5 separate regions of the Mus musculus genome follow, and all the other regions are linked to region 4. The links are chromatin contacts, called in public HiChIP or PLAC-seq and promoter capture Hi-C maps. All regions are on one chromosome and are shown on one strand. The core of a region is the stretch at or near the end of the contact, and the rest is flanking DNA. Distances in the headings are between cores, read along the strand shown.

The links. Promoter capture Hi-C pulls out the DNA fragments that hold promoters and counts their contacts. HiChIP or PLAC-seq counts read pairs in DNA pulled down with a chosen protein or histone mark.
Region 1: a contact with region 4 is called in an H3K27ac HiChIP or PLAC-seq map of extraembryonic endoderm stem cells, with 3 times the contacts expected there. The contact joins the promoter of Fam168a here to the promoter of Stard10 in region 4. A contact is called at or near these places in 15 of 39 promoter capture datasets (the 3T3-L1 cell line, 3T3-L1-derived adipocytes, cranial neural crest and 10 more) and 2 of 115 datasets of contacts at active chromatin or transcription factors (extraembryonic endoderm stem cells and pancreatic cancer cells).
Region 2: a contact with region 4 is called in a FOXA1 HiChIP or PLAC-seq map of pancreatic cancer cells. The contact joins the promoter of Inppl1 here to the promoter of Stard10 in region 4. A contact is called at or near these places in 1 of 484 Hi-C or Micro-C datasets (embryonic stem cells), 1 of 115 datasets of contacts at active chromatin or transcription factors (pancreatic cancer cells) and 1 of 9 other capture datasets (pancreatic islet).
Region 3: a contact with region 4 is called in a FOXA1 HiChIP or PLAC-seq map of pancreatic cancer cells. The contact joins the promoter of Coa4 here to the promoter of Stard10 in region 4. A contact is called at or near these places in 4 of 39 promoter capture datasets (cranial neural crest, hematopoietic stem and progenitor cells, liver and 1 more), 1 of 484 Hi-C or Micro-C datasets (the G1E-ER4 cell line), 1 of 115 datasets of contacts at active chromatin or transcription factors (pancreatic cancer cells) and 1 of 9 other capture datasets (pancreatic islet).
Region 5: a contact with region 4 is called in a promoter capture Hi-C map of neutrophils, with 2.4 times the contacts expected there. The contact joins the promoter of Il18bp here to the promoter of Stard10 in region 4. A contact is called at or near these places in 2 of 39 promoter capture datasets (hippocampal neurons and neutrophils) and 1 of 115 datasets of contacts at active chromatin or transcription factors (microglia).

Annotation. Positions count from the first base shown.
Region 1 is chr7:100,705,140-100,707,968 of GRCm38.p6, reverse strand. It overlaps Fam168a (family with sequence similarity 168, member A), which reads right to left and starts at 1,334. Exons shown (of 9, transcript NM_001362169.1): 1 at 1,076-1,334.
Region 2 is chr7:101,836,482-101,839,517 of GRCm38.p6, reverse strand. Inppl1 (inositol polyphosphate phosphatase-like 1) reads left to right here and starts at 1,694. Exons shown (of 29, transcript NM_001122739.1): 1 at 1,694-1,797; 2 at 2,567-2,947. The coding sequence starts at 2,766. It overlaps Gm10602 (a long non-coding RNA gene), which reads right to left. Exons shown (of 2, transcript XR_003946663.1): 1 at 2,101-3,036; 2 at 1-716.
Region 3 is chr7:100,535,539-100,538,395 of GRCm38.p6, reverse strand. It overlaps Coa4 (cytochrome c oxidase assembly factor 4), which reads right to left and starts at 1,296. Exons shown (of 2, transcript NM_183270.2): 1 at 1,204-1,296. It overlaps Gm39058 (a long non-coding RNA gene), which reads left to right and starts at 1,277. Exons shown (of 2, transcript XR_869836.2): 1 at 1,277-1,592; 2 at 2,685-2,805.
Region 4 is chr7:101,319,567-101,322,591 of GRCm38.p6, reverse strand. Stard10 (START domain containing 10) reads right to left here and starts at 1,479. Exons shown (of 7, transcript NM_019990.5): 1 at 1,240-1,479; 2 at 559-878. The coding sequence starts at 765.
Region 5 is chr7:102,016,727-102,019,772 of GRCm38.p6, reverse strand. Il18bp (interleukin 18 binding protein) reads left to right here and starts at 1,541. Exons shown (of 7, transcript NM_010531.2): 1 at 1,541-1,663; 2 at 2,109-2,176; 3 at 2,422-2,486; 4 at 2,832-3,023. The coding sequence starts at 2,459. Rnf121 (ring finger protein 121) reads left to right here. Exons shown (of 9, transcript NM_029211.3): 9 at 1-636.

The sequences.
Region 1 (2,829 bases), core at 85-2,584, 610 kb after region 4:
TCACCACAGGTAACCAGCTTATCACAGACATTTCTTCTGCAAAACTGGCAGAGAGACATTTTCTTTATGATACCATCCACTAACCTTGCTCGACACCTGCCAGAATTATTTTAGTTGAGTCCAGCTGAGTAGTCTGACATATCCTCTACCTCCAACTTCCGCTCAGGGGAGCCACCTTGTTCCTTCCAGAGACTCTAAACTCATCCTAAATCCTTTTCCACTGAGCCCTCATCCCCAATTTCAATCCCTGTCTTCCTATTTGGGGCCCAACTTACAATTCACTCCCTCCTGTCAGCTTACCTCATCCATCCATCTCCTGTAGTTGGAGGTCTCATCACTACCAGTCCAAATTCAAACCTCCAGCAGCAGCCTACCTCAAGAAAACCCCAAACAATTCCTACCTCTTCTGTTCTCTCCAAGCCCTATTTCCGTAAGTATTCACAAATTCCATCATCCCCAGAAGACAACAGCCCATTTCAAGCTGGGGTCTCAACCCATGCCAAAGCCCTCACCCCCAGCTCCTACCATCTCCATCTTCCTTCCCCAGGTCCACCCCAAGTCCCACCTTCCAAAATTAGCACTCCCTAGAGTCCCATCCAACGTTTATATCCCACTGGCATTGAAATCATCTCCTTAGCCCCCACCCCGCTCTGATCACAAGCTGTCAACTGCTTCAGGCCAACCCCAAATCATCACCTTCATTCAGTCCCATCCCCCATTAAAAGACATCCCACTCCAATCTCACCTTCCACCTCGCCCCAAGACAATCCCAAATTCCACCTCAATACCCTACACACCCCATGCTCCTATCCCTGGTCTGGTTATCCCTCCATGTAAAGTCCTACCCCCTCACCCCCCTCCGCTACCCTCCCTGACCTGCTGCTGTCCCACCCTCACCCCACTCCCAGCCCGCGTACGGACAAGTCTCCCCCACCAGCCCGCCGTTCCATCGCCACCTCGGTCCCCTCCCCCAAGCCGGCGCGGGGGCCCTACAGCCCCCACCCTCGTTCTCCCCGGCGCCACCAGCCCTGGCTCCACGGGAGCGGGCCGGGGGGCGGAGGGGGGGTCTCCTCACCGGCGAGCTGCTGCAGACGAAAACCGCGGCGGCCGCAACTGAAGCGGCGATGCCCTTGTCTTCTCTGGAGGCTACAGCGGCGACGCTCTCGTTCCCTCGTCCGTGTCCAGTAGGGTGGTGGATGGCGCGCAGGGACGGGAGCCTCCTCCTCCTTCTCCTCAGCTACTCAGATCTGAATCCTCTGCAGTAGCCGCGGAGAAACCCGACAGTGGGGGAAGGGGACGCTCGGCTGCAGGCAAGAGAGGAGGAGGCGGAGGGAGGGGGCGGGGGACCGCTGAGAAGGGCGGGGGAGGAGGAGTCGGCGCGCTGTCCCGACACGTCCCACAGCCTCCGAGCTCTTGAACTACAACTCCCGGCATGCTCTGCCACGGCCCTGCGCGGCCTGGTTCTCCCAACCCTGCTCCGGTCCTGGACCGCACCCTCTTGGGTCACAGACAATGGACTCCCACGGGCTTTTGTAAACTCAAAGGCCTCTTGGGAGGGAAGTTGGATATTTCCGCAGCCTCATCTCCATGAAGCAAAACAACCTACACATGCACTCTTTTCCGCCCAAGGGACTACACCTCCCAGCATGCCGCACACAGTTTCCCATTCTCTCCTTCCGGACCCCTCTCAGACCCGGTACTACAGTTCCCAGGAGTGTGGTCCTTGCGAAATGCTGGGACATGCAGTTCTCAGTCCTTCCTCCATGTTAAGAAAAAAAGAAGTGAAAGAGAGAAAAAGGGGAAGGACTATTCCAACCCACTGAGCTTGGGCCTAGATTGGCTACATCACCTGTAATTCTGTACTCTCCTCGCCATCTCCGTTGTCACTGTCTCGCCAGAACTAATGCTGCATCAGCTTCCCTGGCATCCCTGAAAATCAGAGGACAAGTCTGCAACTTAAATCCTCATGTAAAAAGCACATTTGTTTACATTTACATTACTTATAAGTATTTAATCTAAAAAGATTATCAAAAATTTTTGGAAAACAATGCCCACGGTTATTATAGGAGGTTGTTGAATATGAGTTGAGAAGGATGTAGATATTCATCAATAGAGGGCTGATTTAATAAATAGTGATGTATGTATTCAACGTAATGCTAAGCAGCCATTTAAAATGATGGTAAATATCTTTAGACATGAAAGGCTTTTCACAATTTCTTGTCAGAGGGGCAAATTGATAGCAAAAACAGCAAGATTAGACAGGTTCGATTTATTTGAAGTTCGAGGATATAAAAGCGTAAAGATTTCAGTGAAGAGATTCTCCAAAATGTTATCAGTGATTATCTTAAAGAAAGAATTGTTAGGTTTCAGGTTCCTCTTATCTTTTATACTGTCTGAATTGTTTAAGGAAGCACACACCGTTTTTTAAACATAAAAGGTTATTTCATATGCATACACACACACACACACACACACACACACACACACATGCTTGCACGCACACACACAGATACAGCTATAGATATTCCAAATACAACAACCTCTTGATTTCCCACCTACAAACTTTCCTTGGGTCTTGTTTACCTAAACAGTGTTTCAGGACTGTGTGTCTACCTTTCTGTAAATCCCACTATTAAAATAATGGTAGTTGTGTACTGTATTAGTTACTTCTCTGGTTGCTGAGACAAAATACTTGATAAGAGCAATTTAAGGAAGGAAGGAAGGAAGGAAGGAAGGAAGGAAGGAAGGGTTTACTGTAATTTACAGTTTTATCTTAGGGAAGATAAGTGTCAGGTCCAAAAGAAATTCAGGACAAATAGTGACCTGTGG
Region 2 (3,036 bases), core at 445-2,944, 520 kb before region 4:
ATAAAATAATTAAAAAAAAAAACAAAAACAAAACACATTCCCTATTCCCATCATGTGTCTGCTTAGCTCTGTTCTCAGCTTACAAAGGGGAAGCTGGAAACGGGAGTCCAGCAGAGATTCTGGAGAAAGGGGTAAAAATTCACACTGCCTACTATGATATAGATTGACTGGGTTGGGGTCCCTTGGACGAGGATAGTCCATTAGGAAGTCAATCTGGAAGATACAGAAGAAACAAAAGCTTGCATTTCGCCCAGTGCTGTATCCTACTGATGAAGCCAAAGAAACTATTAGTGGCTTCCCAGAGGCAGAAGCACCCTCTAGCCTTCGGCTAAATTGTATTTGTGTTTATTCTGAGTGTGTGCCTAGGTGTGTGGGCTGCATGGATGACTTGGCACAGGTGTGGAAGTCAGAGGACAACATGCAGGAGCTCTCTCCTTCCACCACATGGGTCCCTGGGGTTCAACTCAAAGTCTTCAAACTTGGCAAAAGCGCCTTTACCTGTTAAGCCATCTCACCCCAATGACACAGTCTTTAGCATCGCCGTCCTCTCAGGAAGCTGTAAATATATTGATTTTGGAGGGTCGTGACAGCTTTTCTCCAACTCGTTCTCCTTTCTTTCTTTGAGGCCACATCTCTTATGTAGTCTTGGATGGGCTGGAAGTCTAGACCAAGGAAGCTGGCTTACAACTAGGTAGAGTTCCATTTGCTTCTGCCTCCTGTGGGTCGGGAATACAGGCATAGGAAAGTAAGACCCCACTGCACACCCCCGGGATCTGGGGTGGGCGTCCTCCATTCCCGGCGGGAGGAGCTGGGTACAGATTGGAGGATGTTACTTTATTTAAGCCCTGGCAGGACCAGGAGAAACAGGTAGGTGGGTGGAGGATCTCTGTTTTTGTATTTATCTGTTCTGGAAGGTCCCTACAGACCCGTCACGTCCCAGGCTTTGTTCTAGATGGGTTAAGCCAATGCAAATTGGCTTATCCTCTAAACAGAGGGAAACTCCTCAGGGTTGACCCCAGGCTCGGTCAACAGGTTCAATTTACCAGAGCGAAAGTTCTCTCCCAGGTTAAAGGGATGCTCCTGACAGACTCTAGGAGTTGGTGGTTGTAGGCAAGCGGCTAGAGGCCTGCGCCTTTAAGGAGCCAGGGGGCAGAGGGGCGGGGCAGGAAGAGAAATCCTTGGAGACGCCACCACCATCCAGGTCTTTTTTTAGGGGGGAAATAGGGCGGGCCAAAGCCCTGTTTGGGTTCCGCCCCGTCTTCTCCCGCCGGGTCCCCTTTTCCGCCCCAGGGGTCGGTGGATGGGAGGTCTTAGCAGCCAGAGTCTTAGGAGCTCCCTGCTCGCACCTGGCCCACGGAAGCGCAAGTTTGTTGATTTGGAGGGAGTAGCCGGAGCGGGGGCGGTGCTAATAATACCCGTTCAGTCCCCAGTCGCGCTTTACAGTTTACACAGCTGTCACCTTCGTTACTCCTTAATTAATAATAAAAATAGCCGCCGTCCCGGAGCGCACGCTGCATGCCAGGCCCTGAGCTTTACAGGCAGAGCCCCAATGAGCCCGCCCTCGTAACGTTACCCCAGTTATCGAAAGCGAGAAGCTCGGGCGCACTGAAGAGCCAAGGCTGTCCCGAGGTCACTCTGCGGGCGTGCGGCGGAGACCGGGACGCGGGCGGACGAGGCGGGGCGCGGGCGGGGCGGAAGGCGCGGGGTGCGCGGTGGCGGCGGATGGCCATCTTAAGTGGCCGCGGGGAGTCCAGGGAGGCTTCCCCGGGCTAGGAGTCAACCCGAGTCGCCCTAGAGGTGGGGCCTGCGTTCGGTAGTTGAGGCTCTGAGACTTGAGGGAACTTTTTTTCTAGGTAGTCGAGGGGGTCCTCCTGGTCTGGGACTGCAAAACCTGGGCCTGCGGGTGTGGGGCGTGGTGCCAGGCAATTTGGTGGAGATGGGGGAAGGGTTTTGCCAGGCTGGAGGGCCTGCGGGGACCGGTGCGTGAAAGGCACCTCGAGCGCGCGCGTATGTGTGGGGTGGGGTATCGGATCTCTTTGGGATCTTGTGGGATGTGTCAGGAATCGTTTTGGGGGGTTCAGGTCTGAAGGGGCCTCTGACCTTATAGGAGTTACGAGAACTTGTTCTCTTGGATGTTGTAGTAGTTGTGGATGTCTATCCTGGAGCCTTGCTTTCCGAACCTTGATCCCGCAAGGCTGTGGGGGTGCCGAGTAGAAGAGATGTGTGTAGTAGAATCAGATTTGCATAGGGATTAGGGGTCATCTCATTGCGAATCGTTGGAAGGATTGAATTCACCAGCGAGAACTTGGACTCACAAGTTGTCCCGGAGCGGGTACCGGGGAACTGGATCTTCTTGAGGTGGGGGGACAAAATAATTGTGGGACTTGGGAGGTGCTGGTCTTGCGGGTCCTGTAGGGCTGTCGGAGCATCGTCCTTGCCGAGAGAGGCTGGGGGCAGGGGCGGCCCGGGCTCTGGGCCGAGTGGAGGGGGAGGGGACCGGCCAGCTCCTAGCTCCGTTCCCGCCCCTCCCCCGCCGCCTCTGAACAAACTTTTCTTTCTCTTCAAGTTGAGGCCGGCGCTGCGGGCGGCGGCGGCTGCGCGGAGATCCAGGCGGTTGGCGCGGCCAAGCGTGGAACCCACATACTGGGTTCTCTCGGGCTGGTGGATCCTTAGTCCCGGGACCCGGGCCCAACCTCGACTTCAAGCTTCCCCGGGCGGATGGCGCGGAGCGGCAGGCATCGGCGGCGCTGAGCCCTGCGTGGGCCATGGCCTCAGTGTGTGGGACACCGAGTCCCGGGGGTGCGCTAGGCAGCCCGGCCCCAGCCTGGTATCACCGTGACCTGAGCCGCGCTGCTGCGGAGGAGCTCCTGGCTCGGGCGGGCCGCGATGGCAGCTTCCTGGTGCGAGATAGCGAGAGCGTGGCGGGGGCCTTCGCACTCTGCGTCCTGTGAGTAGGGCGGGCACACGCCGAGTGTTCCTTGGTTGTGGTGGCAATCGTGGTAGTGGGGTGACTGTAGCTGGTGGGGCTGCAGCCCT
Region 3 (2,857 bases), core at 47-2,546, 780 kb after region 4:
AAAGTTTGTTACGACGGGGTATAAAGGCGCTAAATGCCTCTTTTCTGTCTTATTCATTAATAGGTGGTTACTGTGTTGTGTGTTGGCTACTATATTAAGAGTATACAAGGGCTGGTGAGATGGCTCAGTGGGTAAGAGCACCCGACTGCTCTTCCGAAGATCGGAAGTTCAAATCCCAGCAACCACATGGTGGCTCACAACCACCCGTAATGAGATCCGATGCCCTCTTCTGGTACGTCTGAAGACAGCTACAGTGTACTTTACATATAATAAATAAATAAATCTTTAAAAAAAAAAAAAAGAGTATACAAACAAGACCAAGCTAGAGACAATTCCTGCCCTCATGGAGTTTACAATCTAGGCAAGTAAACTGGAAGTTTACAACAGTATGTACAGACAGCTGGGAAAACGAGGCAGGTCTAATCTGTCAAGACTTTCTAGAGAACCTGACTTCCAGGATGAAACTCAAGGATGAATGAGTTAGCCAAACATGGGAAAACTATTTCTGGCTAGAGGTAGACACATGAGAGGAATCACAAGTTCGATGACTGGGCTGAAAATGTAGTTTGGTAGTAGTACAAATGTCCAACGTGGAAAAGTAAATTGAATTTGATTCTCAGCCTCGTAAAACACTTCAGTAACTGGAGAAACCAGAAGAGCAGGAAATGAAAATTGGCAGAAATAAGTAAATGATTGATCAGCAAAGCTTTGCAGCCCATGTTAGGAGTTTAAGACTATTATCATGAGGAAAAGGGGTAGGTCACAAGACGATTTAAGCACTTCTCTATATAAACCTCACCGCTACGGAGGCACAATAAAAGGGTAAATGTCTTTGCCTGGAGACCTGTATTATTAGGTAGGGCCGTCAACAAATCATACACACACACACACACACACACACACACACACAAAATAAAATCGCTTTAAGATTCACTAGGTAGACTTTGTAAATAGCACTGCAGTATATGTCCAATACATGTTGTCCTCGGTACTCCTTGAATAAAATGAGTTCAACCCATGCTTAGAAATAAGGGCAGGCTAGATGCCTGACAGCTTGGCAAGGCCTTCTAGTAAGGCATGACAAGGAAGAGGAAGGAGAGAAATACAGGCATCCAAGTCCCCTGAAGCACCTCTCCCAGTTTCAGGAGCACTCCCGCCGTCCCCACTGTGCATCCGGTGTAGGGATGCGTGCGCAGTGCTCACCCGCAGGTGCAGAAGAGCGTGCGAGCGCGTTCCGCCCCAGACGCGGGGATTCGTAGGCAATAAGGACGCCCCCTGTTCTCTCCGCAGGAAGCCGACCCAGCGGGAGCACACACGCGGAAGAACAGAGCCCTCTGCAATTCCCATTGGTGAACTCTCCGTGTAGAGCCCGCCTTCAGCCCGCCTCTTCCGGGAAAGGGCGGAAGGAGCGGACCAATGGAGACCGGATCCTAGGGAAGGCACCTTGGATCGTTCTGAGAGACTGTGTACACACCCTCAGGTGACTCCAGGCCACCTGAGAGTGACGGAGGAGGCGGGTAGCCATTATGCCTTTTCATCAGCAAGAGCTCTGACTGGACCCATGTCTGAAGTGTTACCGCATGGGTTGCCAAGTAAGCTGAAGGGCACAGGATCCAGAAAAGGAATTTCAAATGGGACATTTTTCATTCCCAAGTAAAACAAAGAAACATGTATGCACAGTGTGTCCCATGCCATAACTAGGATCTAGAATGCCCTAATTGCTGAAGTGAAAGGAAGAGGCATTTTCTATTTACATTTGTGTATTTATGTGTGGCGTTGAGGTACACGTGTGGAGAGCAGAGAACAGCAAGAATTGATTCTGTCCTAACATGTGGGTCCTGGTCTTGAACTCAGGTTGTATGGTGGCTGGCAACTTTACTCAGGAACCATCTTGCAGGGGCCAAGGGATTGATCTTTCCTCACTCTGCCTGCCTTCTCTTCCCCACTTTCATTGACAGTGCACACAAGCTCCCTGGAGACCCTTTTCTTAACTTTCCATCTCTCTAGGCTTCAGGGTGGAAAGTGAGTTATTGCACCTAGCCATATCCAGACAACTCTAATCCTCTTTTACCTCTGAATGGCATTCTGTGTCATTCCTGACCATTGAATTCTCTCTCTCTCTCTCTCTCTCTCTCTCTCTCTCACACACACACACACAATCAACCTTCCTAAATTCTGTGAGAAAAGCTCATTTTATTGATTATCTGTCATTTCACATACCATTATTATGTTTTGTATCTATTTTTGGTTTTGTTTTGGGTATTTTATTTGTATTTGGGGGGATAGGGTCTCACTATGTAGCAGTAGCTACTGTGTGTAGTAGCTAGCCTTGAATATGTAGTTCAGGCTGGCCTCAAGCTTGTGGCTTTCCTGCCTTAGCTCTCCGAGTGTTGCAATGACAAGTGTGTGCCACCGGGACCAACCTTGAAGCTTAGTTCTTTACTATGATAAGTGAAGATCATCACACATATTTATGATAAATACATATAGATCATCAAGCATATATGTACTTATATATGTATTTACCATATATGTGTATTTATCATATATCTATGTCTGGTGATTTTCACCTGTCATCAGAGAAGATAAAATTCTACTTTATAACCAGTAAACAAGATAAAATTACTTTAGCAACTTTCTCTACATATAATGAACTTCACCTCTAAAACTTTTTTTTGAAACAGGATTTCTCTGTGTAGCCCTGGCTATCCTGGAACTTGATCTATAGACTAGGCTGAACTCAGTCTCCAAGATCTTCCTTCCACTGTCTACCAAGTGCTGGGATTAAAGGCATGTGCCACCACAGCCTGGCTTTGTGGTTTGATTTATAGTCAGTCTTTCATTGTATTTCCTCCAA
Region 4 (3,025 bases), core at 230-2,729:
GGTTTCCCTTGACACTAAGACCCTGCCTCCTCTAGTGCACCCCCAGGGTGGCTCAGGGCAAGACAGCAGTCAGGAGCTGCCAGCCACAGTCCTAAAGGCCTGCTGCAGGCTCAGAGCCTGATAGAGCCACTGGGCAGGGACAGAGAGGACTAGAGGAATTGAGAAGGAAGGAATCTCATCCTCTGCACCCAAGAGTGCAGAAAGTAGAGCAGAAGACCCATCGCGGGCTAGAGAACCCCGGGTGAAGGAGGAAGTGGGCCGTTCACCTACCTAGTGGGTCAAACTAAGGGTCCAAGCAGAAGCTACTCTGAAAGACAGACCTTTGAGAGACACTATTCCCCTAAGTGTACCTGGCCATCACCCATCTCCCAAACACACAGGCATGCCTAGGTTAGAACCCGGGTCATATGGCCCATGTGTGTCCTCTGGTTTATATTAGGAGACTCTGAGCTCACATGCACCCCTCTATGGGTCCCTGGTCTGAGTATGGGCGAGGAGATTCCTGTGAGAGACAGTTCGGGAGGAGTGGAGGCTGCAGGTACCACAGGGCAATCCTACCTTGATCTTGTGCAGAGTTCGATCCATCTCCACAGCCTGCACCCACACAGACACGCCGGCCTTGCTGTAGGTCAGGTTCCAGCCCACCTCGGCCTCACACTCTGACCGGAAACTGCGGAAGTCCTGGTCATCGGGCACCTGGACACTTTCACGGCCCAAGGCGGGCCGAGACCCTTGGGGTTCTGTTGAGGCAGCTGGCTTTTCCATAGGGAGCGTGGGGAGGCCCGGGGCCCTGGTCCTAGTCCGACTCTCCTGGGTCCTCCGCGGAGGCTCAGACAACGTCGACGCGGCTGCAGATGCTGACGCCACCTTCCTGGGACCTGCAAGACCGGTTTGGGGACCAGAGTCAGTGCGCTGGGGGCGCGGGTGGGGCTAGCCGGGGTCCCGGACCAGCGGACAGCTTGAAAAGGGCAGGTACTGGCCCCAGGCGGTTGTGCACCGGCACAGGACAGTCACTTGGGCCACCCTCCCACAAGGAGCGACCTCATACTTCCCTGGAGCGGCAGTAGGATTGCTGCGTAGCGGGTGCAGGAGCCCGCGAGAGCCGGGCGGGACTCTGGGGGATCGCAAGTGCGGGTCTGGCACGGAGTCCTCGCGCGGTGCTGGCCGGACTCGCACAACTAACTCAGCAGCAAGCCGCGCGGGGCCGTGGTGGGGGCGGGTGTGGTGGCGGAGTCTCACCTGTGCGGGCTTCTCTGCCGGGGCCCGCCGGGGCCGGTGTGCGAGCTCTTCCGCCGCCGCCGCTGCCTCCGCTGCCCGGGCGACCGGGGGCCGCGCGGGGACCCTGGGGGGAGGAGCAGTGGGTCCCGCCGCCGGCCCCGCCCCGCTCCGCGCCCCCCGCCCCGCGCGCCCCCTCCGCCCTCCTCCCTCCCGCTAGGCTCGGGGCTCCCGGGCTCCGCTCGCCTCGCTCGGTATTTTCCAGGCTGCGGAGGTAAGAACTGCGGGAGCACCGAGCCCCGCCCCGCCCCGCCCCGCCGGGTCCTAGCGCCCGCCCCCGTAAGCCCCGGGGAAGGGGCAAAGTCCGGGGAGAGATGTAGACTATCAGAGGACCGGGGACCTGTGAGCAGGAACCACATAGCGAAGTAACAAAGTAGCCTGGGCTCTCAGAGTAAGGTTGAGGTGCCAAGAGAGATTCTGGAAGTTAACTGAGAGCCTCTTCTCTACTCTTCGCTCCCACCCTTGCAGGTACACGCTTCTGCAACAGCTTATTCACACACACAACACTTCAGAGATTCAAGGGTGGGCACACACCCTCATGACAATTGAAAGACTAACTAGCAGGAATAGGGATGACAGCCCCTCAGTAACTAAATTAGAAATGGCGACAGCCTGCAAGCCCCAAGAACCAAGAGCATAACAAGCCTCCTCCACACACCCAACTCAATTTTCCAGTAGGGTGTGCAAACCCAGCCGGAAGTTGATCCGACTTTAAAGGCTCAAGGTTCAAAGGCTGGCCAGAATTTGGCAAAATTTCCACTTCAGCCTCACTCTGGCCAGAGAGAGGTCCTGAGCCAGCAACCTCTTACATCCCTATTTGGCAGCTTCCAAACCCACCCCTCTTTAGCTCTCAGCCATTTACCCACACCTCCCCTAGGCGAAGACCAGTTCTCAAAAGCACAGGGCTGCAGAACACTGGAGCACAGGCCCCCTCCACCCCTCTGTAGAATAGAGTGGACCAGAGCTCTACTCTGTAGCCTGATGTAAATTCTGTCCACTAACTCTTCTGCCTACTCTTCCATTCTGGGAGCCCTGTCCCATCTACCCAGTGAAAGCTAGGGCCAGGCCAGTATGAGCATGGCAGTCTTGTCACTGTCTGGGCCAGAGACGAGCAGGGAAAGCCTTTGGTGTGCTCCTCTGGATATTAGGAGCAATAAGTGACTACCACTGACCTAGTAGTACCAGAGTCTGCTAATGGCTATTCCCACCAGTGCCAGAGTACCAAGCCTCTGCCACCCAGGCTCCTTCTGTGCCCTCTGCATTCTCCCCCTGGTCCCTCAGAAGTCACCTCTTATCTCCACCATGTAGATTTCTTTTCTTACAGGTGTTAAAAGAAAACCGCAGACTCAGCACTGTAGGTTCACAAATAGATGTGCTTTTTTTTTTTTTTCCCTGAAGTGCTCAGGGCTCTGAGATCTTTGTAAATCATGCCCACTTTTAAAATAAGCAGGAAACTGGATGTGGTAGCACAGACCTATAATCCCAGCTACTCAGGAGACTGGGGAGGAAGACCCAAAGTTTAAGGCTTTCCCTGGGCTGCATATTCCGTTCAAAACCAGCACAGGCAACAAAGTAAGACTTTGCCCCCCCACCCCAAAATGTTTTTAAAGGCTGCCGGGCAGTGGTGGCACACACCTTTAATCCCAGCACATGGGAGGCAGAGGCAGGTGGATTTCTGAGTTTGAGGCCAGCCTGGTCTACAGAGTGAGTTCCAGGATAGTTAGGGAGGCTGTAACTTTGTGGTAGAGCC
Region 5 (3,046 bases), core at 292-2,791, 700 kb before region 4:
GCCTCCAAATTCACTGACATGTTTTGGAACAGCTAGAAATATGAGCAGCATGGATAACCTGCCCCTGAGCAGGGCCATTGCCAGGCAGAGTATAAAAGCAATCTATATATCATTAAGCTGTGGAAGCTACATTGGCAGCAGCGAATGTTGCAGCTTCTTGTGCAAGTACACCCTTCATGGAAGTGTTGACATGTGCCAAAGGGTACTCTGCACATCACTTCCTTCCTGAAAGCCTAAGAGTGTGTATGTTTGTGTATGCACAGAGCAGACAGACTAATGGATCTCTGTTTTCTGCCAGTCATCAGTGTGCCCTTGAAGCTAAGAGGGGATTCCAGCCCAGGAAACGTCCCTAGGTAGGCTTGGTCATTTGTGGGTTTTTCCCAGGCCTGACGTTAAGAATGGTGAGTGCATAGGCAGAATGAGGCCTGAATAAAGATGGGCTCTGAAAGGGGACTTCTGAGCAGGCCTAACTGTAGTCCTGGAAGTCTGAAGAAAGGGGGAGGGCATCATGGGTCAGCAGCACTGGGTGTCTAGAGAAATTTGGCCTGGCCCATTTGAAGGCAACAAGAACCAAACAGGATCTTGTCATCACATCTGAATAAAGCTCCATGAGCTGGCTGCAAAGCTGGACACGCATTTGCCTTTTTTTTTTTGCCACCTCTTTCCCGGGCCCCCTGGGGTATCTTGGCTTCTTGCATCCCACCTGAGAGCCGGAACCTGGAGCCATTGGTCCTGCCTTCTCACCCATCCTCCCTCTGTGAGAGTGTGTGTGTGTGTGTGTGTGTCTCCTGTCCTACGGCATCAGGGGCCCTGAGGCCTTCACCCCCAGTCTGAGACTAGTACCCTGATACCCCCACAACTCAGCCTGTTCTCTTACTCAGCTGTGGCTTCCTTTTTCCCTCCATCCTCAGAGGAATGAGAGCTGAGCAGAAGGCCAAGAGACAGGCTACTCTTCCTTTGGTATTTGTCCTCCCCTCTCCCTAAGGTGAAGGCTACGTCTATGTTTTACCTTTAGTCTTGTAAGGTACAGTGCAGTTCCTCGTCCTGCACCCCTACCCAAACCCCAGTGGAATGAGAAATCCCCCAATGGCTGTGTGTGGATGCACAACTTCTGGACCTAACTCCTAGAGATCCTGGATTCTGAGGGAGTTTTGCCCTGAATTCAGCAACCTAGGTGGTAGAGGGTAGGTGGACTGCTCAAAAGAAATGTGACTGTGCCACATAGAAGACAGCTTTTAGCCTCCTGCATCTGAACCAGGTATGAATCTATTCCCACAGGTCCTTCCAACCTGCTCCATCCCACTTGTCACCAGTTCTACCCTCTGGTGACAGAATCACAGACCTAAGAGCACAGCACTTTGCCCCAAGTGTGCGCATTGGTCGTTCTGCCCCAAGAGGTTCTGGCACATGCAGGGAGCATGGCTTCAGGGTTTTGTTTGATTCTAATTTTGTTCTTTCCAAGTACCAGTCTCTGAGCTACTGGAGCCAGTGTTGCGGAAGTGCCTTCCTGGCTATTTGGGGTCAGCTCTCGCTTGGCTGGGAGTTTTGTACACGAGCCAGGCAGGGAAGTTGCTCCTTCCTGTGGTGAGATTTTCTTGGGGCCAGGCAGCTATCCTGGCTGAGCCTTAGAGCTCCAAGAAGCTATTCGGGGCTTAGGAGCCAGGTAGGAAGATCTAAATTTACTGAAAACGAACCTGTACAAGTGGCTGTGGCTGTGTGTGAAGGCTGGTGTTAAGTGATACACCTGACCTTGGGGTGAGGGATGGGAGTGGGGGAGCTTGAGAGAAACTACGATATTAATGGGCCAGTGAGGCACTGAATGTAAAAAGGTCAGTGGTTCAATTTGGGGTTCCCAGTACTAATAAATACTGCCTCCTTGGAGTTTGTTCTGGAGAAAGGAAAGTTGGCTGTGAAGGGTGGAAGGGGCAAGACAGGTACAGACCTGTGAGAGACTCATCTTTCTCACCCCTTCGCTAACCTTAGAGAGAGGGGTGAGGTAGATAGAGGATTCCTGTGAGTTTGGAGAGGGGCCCATTCGGAACAGCCTGCTTTCGATTGGGATTCCTAGCTAAGAAAGTGAAAGTGAAAATAGGTGCTCGATTTCCTAGAAGCTGACTGCTGCCTGCCCTTCCCAGAAGGAGGCTGGCAAGCTGGCAAACGGACTGTTGCTTCCCAGGTAAGTCCCTGGCTTTTAGTACTTTCTCTCCTTCCTAAGGGGGTATAAGTTATATAAGTGCTGTTTGGAGCTGGTATGAGAGAAAATTGTTACTATTAACACCAGCAGTGCCTTAAGTGTGGATAGCCCAGCTGGTGGCTACAGGTCTGCCCTCTAAACTACCAGCTCAAATGGGTGTCAGTAACACTGCCTGAGGGAAAGAACACAGATGTAGGGCTAGCTGACTTTTACTTATTTTTTTCCAGAGGAAGTCACAGACACCAGACTTGCTTGCAAGTCATCATGACCATGAGACACTGCTGGACAGCAGGTGGGACATTAGGCTTTGTGGCTCTTAAAGGAATGGAGCTATGTGGCTAACTCTGCTACCCAACACCCCCCACCCCAAGGAAGTTCCATCCAATTCTTCCATTGCTGTAAGCGCCTATGTAGCTACTTTGGTTCTGGCTCCATTTCAAGGCTCCTTTGCACTACATTCAGCAGAGCCGAGGGGTGGGGGCTAAACGGTCTCCACCCACTCAGGTTCCTGGTGAGAACCTAGGAGTATCTGGGTCGAGGTCTGTTCCTACCCAGGTAGCAGCTTGTCCCCAACTAAGATGGGTGCTAGAAAGCTGAGCTTCAGTTTTATTTACAGCTGTAACTGTTTGTTCCTCAGGCCCCAGTTCTTGGTGGGTCCTGCTTTTGTATGTCCATGTCATTTTGGCCAGAGCCACATCTGCACCTCAGACAACTGCCACTGTCTTAACTGGAAGCTCAAAAGACCCATGCTCTTCCTGGTCTCCAGCAGTCCCAACTAAGCAGTACCCAGCACTGGATGTGATTTGGCCAGAAAAAGAAGTGCCACTGAGTAAGCAACAAGTATGGGAGCCC